Regions from separate parts of the Triticum aestivum genome. Here region 2 is linked to region 1. The links are chromatin contacts, called in public HiCAR-type maps. All regions are on one chromosome and are shown on one strand. The core of a region is the stretch at or near the end of the contact, and the rest is flanking DNA. Distances in the headings are between cores, read along the strand shown.

Region 1 (3,909 bases), core at 75-2,574:
AAAAATTCAAAACGATATGGGCGGTTTCATAGTACCGTCAAAGTTTAGCTTTTGAGTCCTAAAAAAACATAGTCGGTGGAGCTAATTAAGGATTTTGCCCTAAAAAGGGGAGTACGTACGACCTCCGGAAGGCGTGCTTCCGAGCAGCTTCATTGCGCCACCAGTAATTCGGTCGCACTTCCTTCCATCCATCCATCCGGTTTTTGCCATGATGAAACCTGGGGTCAAACCAGAAGGAACGATCTCGCGGTGGTCGCACCGCAGAGGCGCAATCGAGCACAATCTCTGCTCTGCGGCCGGCCCGAGGAAGATGATGGATCTCGGCGCAGGAGCAACCCCAGGGGCTTTTATGGGCCTTCAACTCGAACGATTTGACCGTAGAGATTGATGGACCGCCGTACCGCCCCGCCGCTGGATACGAGCACATTCATCCGGCGGACGGTGGCGGCGTAAATGGAGCTCCACCTGCCTCAGGGAAGCCGGCTTTAATTTTATAGCTCTATCACGAGAGCGATGTCCGCAGATACAAAAACTTCAAGCACATGCGCAGGCCTATCAGAGGATCCTAGTAGGATTTGTGGCGCGGGACCGACACGGGTGGTTAGCTAGCTGCTACAGAACCTACTACAACGATCGGCTTTGATTGAGATAAGAAATCACCTCCTTGGCACTGTGGTAGCATCGGGTACACTTGCAATTGGAAGATTCGATGGGTCGATCAGTCCGGCCAACGGCGGGCACATGCGGGCGCGCCCGAAAGTCGCAGAAATCCAGCGGAACCGGTGGCCTTGCTCCCCCGCTCCCAGGTGAGGACAAGCGGCTCCATGGCGGCCGGCTCGCGGCACCCTCCATTCCATTCCGAAGGAACAATCGGAGCACAAAATCTATCCTCGTTCTACACCAGACAGGTGCCGCAGACCCATGGCAGGGACCATCCCAGTTGTAGCTCCACGGTGCGAGTGAGTCCATATGTCCATGTATGATTGCACATGCGAGGGGGCATACATAACACGTACCCATACCCCTACGTGCGCGCAATGAGTACCACAACAGCACCACTGTTTGGTGTATTCTGTATTCTGTAGGGAGTAGTTCTCCTGTATCTGTCGAACATCGCCGCGAAGGGCACGGCTCACTGGCCGGCTTAATGAAGACAAGCTGCGCTGCGCAGCTACAATGGCCGGTCAGCTTTCGGTTCTGCGCGTATTTATTGTTCGTCGCGACAGTGGTTTGGAGCTTGGAGGAGATCTGCTTCACGGCGTCGAAATTATTAGCTTAGCGAGCTGATCCAACTGACCATCAATCGTGTCTTTAAGCGAAAGGTGAACGGACGGTGCGGATCGCGCGTCGTCACGTCTACTGTATCCGTCCGCGTGCGCGTACGCAGTATTAGTACATGTATACATGCGACGCAGCTGAGCTCGGTAGCTTCTTCGTCGCTGGCTTCATAACTCGGGGGTCGGGAGCGAGGGGAGCGAGCCACCATATGCCACTGTGAGCTGCCAGCGCTCTGCGATATAAAGGCCGCCCCGGCCGGCCGGCCACCGTCCAAGATCCCTGTGGTGTGGGCAGCTGTGAGTGACCGGGAGCGACACGACGCGCGCGAGGGGATGAGCCACGGCGTCGCGGCGAGGAAGCGGTTCGGCGGCGTCGGCTTCGCGCTCGGCTGCGGCTGCAAGGACCCCAAGGCCGTGGCGGTCGCGGCGGCGGCGGTGGCCGCCTCGTCGCCGCGCTCCGGCACGGAGGCGTCCACGGCCACCACGGCCACGTCGCGGACGGCCAGCAGGACGCACCCGTCGGCGTCCACGTCCACGGGCACGCTCACCGTGCCCTCCGCCTCCTCCTCCTTCCTGTGGGAGGACGCCGACGAGGTCGAGTGCAAGCGGGCGAGCTCCGCGACCACGCCCAGCTTCTCCGGCCTGCTGCGCGAGCTCAGCGAGCTCGAGCGGAGCATCAAGTCGTGCGCGCGGACCAAGAGCCCCCCAAGAAATCACTTCTCGCCACCGCCGCCGCCTCCTCCTCCTCCACCGCCGCCTCCGCCGTTGCCGTCGCGGCCCGTGCAACGTCGAGCTGTGCGCGGCGACGACAAGCCCAGCATCCAAGAAGGCCACGGCGACTTCTCGCCGCCGCGGCCGCGCCCGCTCCCGCCGCCATCCTTGCAGGTCCCAACCCAGCAGCATCGGAGGGTGAAGAGCGTTGACAAAGCCAGCAAGCAAGAAGGCGACGCGCACTTCACGCCACAGCCCCCTCGCCCTCTGCCCCCGCCGCCGCCGCTGGAGCCGGTCCGGAGCGCGAAGACCGAGGAGGACAATAAATCCAAGAGCAAAGAAGACGAGAAGCGCTCGCCGACACCGCAGGCGGCGCCGAAGCACCGGAAAGCGACGAGCTGCGACAACAGCAACGGCAACGGCTTCGGCGGCGGCAGCGGGAGGCTGGACGGGAGCGTGGCGGTGGTGAAGCAGTCGGAGGACCCGCTGGGCGACTTCCGGCGGTCGATGCTGAACATGATCGTGGAGAACGGGATCGTGACGGGCGACGAGCTCCGCGAGCTCCTCCGGCGCTTCCTGGCGCTGAACGCGCCCCGGCACCACGACGCCATCCTCCGGGCCTTCGCGGAGATCTGGGACGAGGTGTTCGCCCCCGCCGCCGCCGCCACGGCCGGCCGCGAGCCGGGGCCGGCCGCCAGGCCGACGGCGCCCCGGCAGAGGACGCCGCCCCGCCGCCGGCAACCTCTGCCTCCCCCGGCGTGGCGCGTGTAGTGGTCGATTCGTACAATGTAGATTGCTTCCAAGAAATCGTCGAGACGATCTCGGCTGATAACACGAATCCACCTGGTGTCCCTTGTTCATCCAGGGCCAGCACATACTTTTTCGTTTGAATGTGCACTGACACGCACTCGTACTGCTACCAGTACCACCACCACTTTACCGCTTTCTAGCATGGGTACGTACGTTCAAAATTTCGATTTTGCGACACGTCTGACGCGAAGAACCCCCGTGAGAGCTGAATGCCAGGGGGCACGAGCCACGAGACGTTCTAGGGCGCGTCAACCCCGTGGCCGCTTGTGCGCGCCGTGCCGTGGCAAACCGCACGCAAACAGGCGGAAAAGGGGCGCTTTGGCCCGCGCGCGAGGGGGGACGGTGGAATCAGGGATAGAAAGCGGGAGCCTGGAACGGAGGGCCCGTGCGCGGAGTTATGGGTGTGGTGGAGGTGGTGGTGGTGGGTGCAGGGTGCCGCTGCCTGCCGCGCACGGGAGGGTGGATGTTAACGCGAGAGGAGCCTGCTGATGGTGCCCAAACACGCGCCATCAATGCGCAACCTCTTTCTCCATCCGGAAATGCAAAAGCTTTAAAACTCCCTCCACCGCAAAGCTTCCGTCTCCGCTCCTCGGAGGAATTTCAGACGTCTCATTGTCGTTGACGGCTTGACGCGATGAAAGAGTTTTCATGTGTAGAAAGAATGCCAGGACTTTCAGCTGTTTAATGTGCACCCACACTCACAGTCACAGAGCTGTGATGGTCAGCTAAAGCCAGCGAAGCACACGATTCATGGCTGGCTAGCCCTGCCTTATCTGCATGGGGACGACTGGTTCTTGTTGGTTTATCACGTGGAATTGGTCGATACGGACAGGGAGAGAGAGAACAAGTTCGTCCAACTGGCACGGGATCGGAGAGACGGTAACGCCGGTCCATCCAGTTTGGGCCGCCCCCCGTATATAACGCCAGCGCCACCGCAGCTGATGTGCCAGTTAGTTCAGGACAGTTACTTTCGTGCCAGCCGGTACACCCCGTACGCTTTTCTCTGCGGTGGAGGTCGACGAGGACGCCATGAATGATTGAGCGGCCAATGTCACGTACCACCCTCTCCACAAGACCCTGTGCGGCTGTGGGTTCCGCCCCTGCAACGCTG
Region 2 (3,760 bases), core at 176-2,675, 300 kb before region 1:
CTAATTTGGGACGGAGGTAATATTCAACAAGAAGTGCAGAGGGGTCCGTGCTGACAAACCTGTTCTCCGAAGTCAATAGTTTTTCCATGCGATCCCTTGTCCAGACCAGTCTGCATAATAGTGACATATGAGAATATATAATTGCACAGGTCTCATATTGCACATGCCAAAAGGAAACAGAAGAAAAAATTGGCTACGTTTGGCAGCTCAGTTTTTTTTTTTTTTGACTATTTGGTGAATACTGTGAAACCATGGTTTTGAAAACTTTGATGTGTTTGGCATTGATAAATACCACAGTTCTATAAATCGTAGTATCCCAAACATGGTGTCTTTTTTGTAGTATTTCAGAAAGAGGTTTCGGCCTCTTTTTTATAAACTGAAGTGAGAAAAACGGTGGTGTTTAGAACTACGGTTTTGGAAAACCTATGCTGTCAAACTAGGGCAGTCTATTAGGTTAAATTCAGAAACAGCCTTCTCGGCTATAGAGTTACAGTAAACAGAGGCGACAGATAAATATACCCTATTGCTGAATACTGATAGAATTCAATGAGTTGCAAAACCAGATGATCATAATTTTCACTATATTAGAGAACTAATGCTTGTAGGTAAGCCTTGGTTTGCACTTTGTGGCAGTTCAGTCTATTATGTATCACCGCAGTTTTATTGCTGGCTACTTTGCCAGCACGTGCTCCCACGTCCCGAATTACTTGTTCTAGATTTGTCTAGATACGGAAGTTTTAGTGTTAGATACATCCGTATCTAGACAAATGTAAGACAAGCTTTTTGGGACTGAGGTAATACTTGAGAAGTAACCTAGAAGAGTACAGATTGACACCAGCCTACCTCTCCAACAGCCGCCTCTGGGGTCTCCGAGAAGAACTGCCGGAGCGAATCCATCCAATCGGGCGACCTCTCCGGCACCCACCTACCCAAATTCACGGTTTTAAAATCCACACAGCATAAGAAGCAGTGCACCGGGAGAAGCAGCCAGAGTATCTTGCCATGGGTGGAGGCCGAAGCAGGGGATGATAGCCGGGTGCTCCTGGGCCATCTGCTTCACCAGGTGCCAGTCTTTCTGCGCTCGTCCAGTAGACAAAGAGTCACGGAGGAGCGGTCGCTCGCGTTCACGCACGAGGCAGGGGCGGGGCGTACCTCGGAGGTGCCGTTGACCGCGAACCGGCCGACGCCGGAGGCTGTGGCGGCGCGTATGAGTGAGGGGGCGGCCGCCGCGATGCGGGGGTCCTGCAGGTGGCAGTGCGCGTCGAAGAGCCGCACGGCGGAGGCGGCGCGGCCTGGAGCCTGAGCCATGGTGATGGTGGGTGGGGGAGAACTTCCGTGGCCGGAGCCGGCGCGGAGATTCGAGCGGTGGCTGCTGTCCGCGAGCGTCGTGTCAGCGAATCGATGGCCATGGGCCGGGAAGAGGCCTGCAGCTAAGAGGATTTCAATCCGCAGGCCGAGTGGGGTGCTCCTACTTGCGGCATCGGGGGCCTTGACACCTACAGGCGTTCTTCATGGACCGCAATTAATGAGGCCCACCATTAATTAACATATATTTTCTTCCCTTCATAAATATCAAAATTTATACTTTGTATACTAATTTGTAAACCATGTTTCAAATTGGAAAATGTATGCATTAATATAGGAAACTTTTGGGTATAACAAAAAAGTGTTACTATTTTGGAAATAATTGTTCCTGTATTAGAAGAACCATGTGCATGTATGAGAAAAATAAGTACTTATATATTTCAAACAACATGTTGTGGAATAAAGAAACATATTTATATGTTTCCAAATAAATGTTATGTATCACGGGATTTTTTAATGTATTTACTAAATAAAAAACACATGTATCATAAGAAAGTAACATTCATGTATAAAAGCAATATATAATAGATTTACACATATCAAAACAATATTGGCAGGAAAAGGTAAAAAATGAAAAGAAAATAAGCAAAAAAAAACGAAAAATTATGCCCTGGATTCCAGTAACATATGCCCCCCGCCCCAATTGGAAAAGTAAACAATCGACTAAGAAGATTGGAAGGTGGTAGAGAAATACTCACCAGGTTTTCATTCTAGCATTGATAATGTAGATTCTAGCTGTGACCACTTTTGAATCACCAACTTGTGTTTCAATTTAACCGCAAAGAAGAATCGTGTCATGGAACGGAAATACTCAATGTAGTCTCCTCATTCATCCATCAGATAGGATGCCCAAGTTATGGGACAAGGCATTGACGTATTGGCTTTTCACATTTATAACTACATTTTTCACATTTCTTTCTTGATCCCATGACTTTTTATGTGATAAAAACAAACCAGATCATAAAAGTCATTATTTGCGGCAACTGTACAATAGCTATAGTGAGAGTAAAGCCCACAAATAGCATAACTGAATGATTGTTTAGCCAATGATGGATTTCACAAAAGAAAATGTAAACAAAAAAAATAAACAACAGAGGGAAAAAACATGCGCGCTAGACCCACCATCGGGAGGACATTCTTTTAATAGGGCCTAACCCATTTTCCATTAATTGAATAGCAAAAATACAACTACCAAATCAGAAACAGTAGAGGAGACGAGAAAGGAGAAAGCGAGTCCAACGCATCGTTCAAAAACCCACTATATATAGTTGCTCGTTATCGAAACACCCAATGCAGGACGAAAACCCGACGACACCAAACTAACCTACCACCAGTTCAAAAAGCTCACGCGGGAGCAATAGGTCCATTGCTCACACAAAAGCAAATACAGTAGGACAACATAGCAAAATAAACAGAAAGCTACCAAACATCATCAGTCCGAAACTAAGCAACTCAAACAATACTGGCAACCCAAATCAACATCCAACTTCTCCTAGCCACACTTGTGCTTACAATGCTCATGGGAGGTTCTTAGTAAAATAAACCGAGTTTTTTTTAAGCACCAGTGCTTGTCTCTACAGGAGAGGTGCCTAATTAAGCGTCTACTCTCTGTAAATAAGCACCATTGCTTAAGAATCTGGTTTATTTTTCTAAGCACCTTGCATTGTACAAGGTCTCAATCTTTCAAATGGATGAAGCACCTTCCCACACAGCCGTGCAAATGAAATCCTCATCATGTTCCTGGTGTTATCCTTTTGCACCATGGCACCTCTCTTGAGCACGTCTGGAAGGACATGAGCTTTGGATTTCCGTATTTTCGGTCTTGTCGATAGTGCAATTCCTATTTAACGCCTAGCTGCCTAAATGCCTATAACGGCATGAATTGGGCTGGCCCGGTTTAGACGCATTCCCGATGTTTGTCCATCATGGTCGTGCGGTTATATTTTTTTTCTTTTTTTGTTGCTTCACTTTTTTCTCCGTTTTCTTGCATTTTGTTTCTATTTTCTATTTTCTATTTTTCCTGCCTCCTTTTTTTATTTTCGTTTATTTTATATTTTTATTTCTTCATTCGTAAAATTCCTGTCTCTTTTTTATTTTTCGTCCTACTCGTTATTTTAATTTTTAAAACATTCATGTATATTTTAAATTCTTGAATACTTTTAGAAAAAAATCAAGTTGAGCATTTATAAATTACGGCAATTTTTTCCATTACATGGTGACCAGTTTTTAAATACGGTGAACATTTTTCTAATACATGATTGACTTTTTCAGCACCGTGAACATTATTTCCAATACATGTAATTTTTTTGTAGAATAAAGGTGAGCATTTTTTAAATACATGGCAAACATTTTTTTCATATCATAAAAACCTTTTAAATATGTGAACATTTTTTAA

The links. HiCAR-type assays count read pairs that join an accessible place to other places.
Region 2: a contact with region 1 is called in a HiCAR-type map of leaf, with 3 times the contacts expected there. The contact joins the promoter of LOC123054113 here to the promoter of LOC123054108 in region 1. A contact is called at or near these places in 1 of 5 Hi-C or Micro-C datasets (leaf) and 1 of 1 datasets of contacts at active chromatin or transcription factors (leaf).

Annotation. Positions count from the first base shown.
Region 1 is chr2D:507,954,977-507,958,885 of IWGSC CS RefSeq v2.1, reverse strand. It overlaps LOC123054108 (protein cappuccino), which reads left to right and starts at 1,324. Exons shown (of 1, transcript XM_044477798.1): 1 at 1,324-2,865. The coding sequence starts at 1,611. The coding sequence ends at 2,759.
Region 2 is chr2D:508,251,733-508,255,492 of IWGSC CS RefSeq v2.1, reverse strand. It overlaps LOC123054113, which reads right to left and starts at 1,425. Exons shown (of 10, transcript XR_006426051.1): 1 at 1,153-1,425; 2 at 1,002-1,075; 3 at 844-925; 4 at 60-110.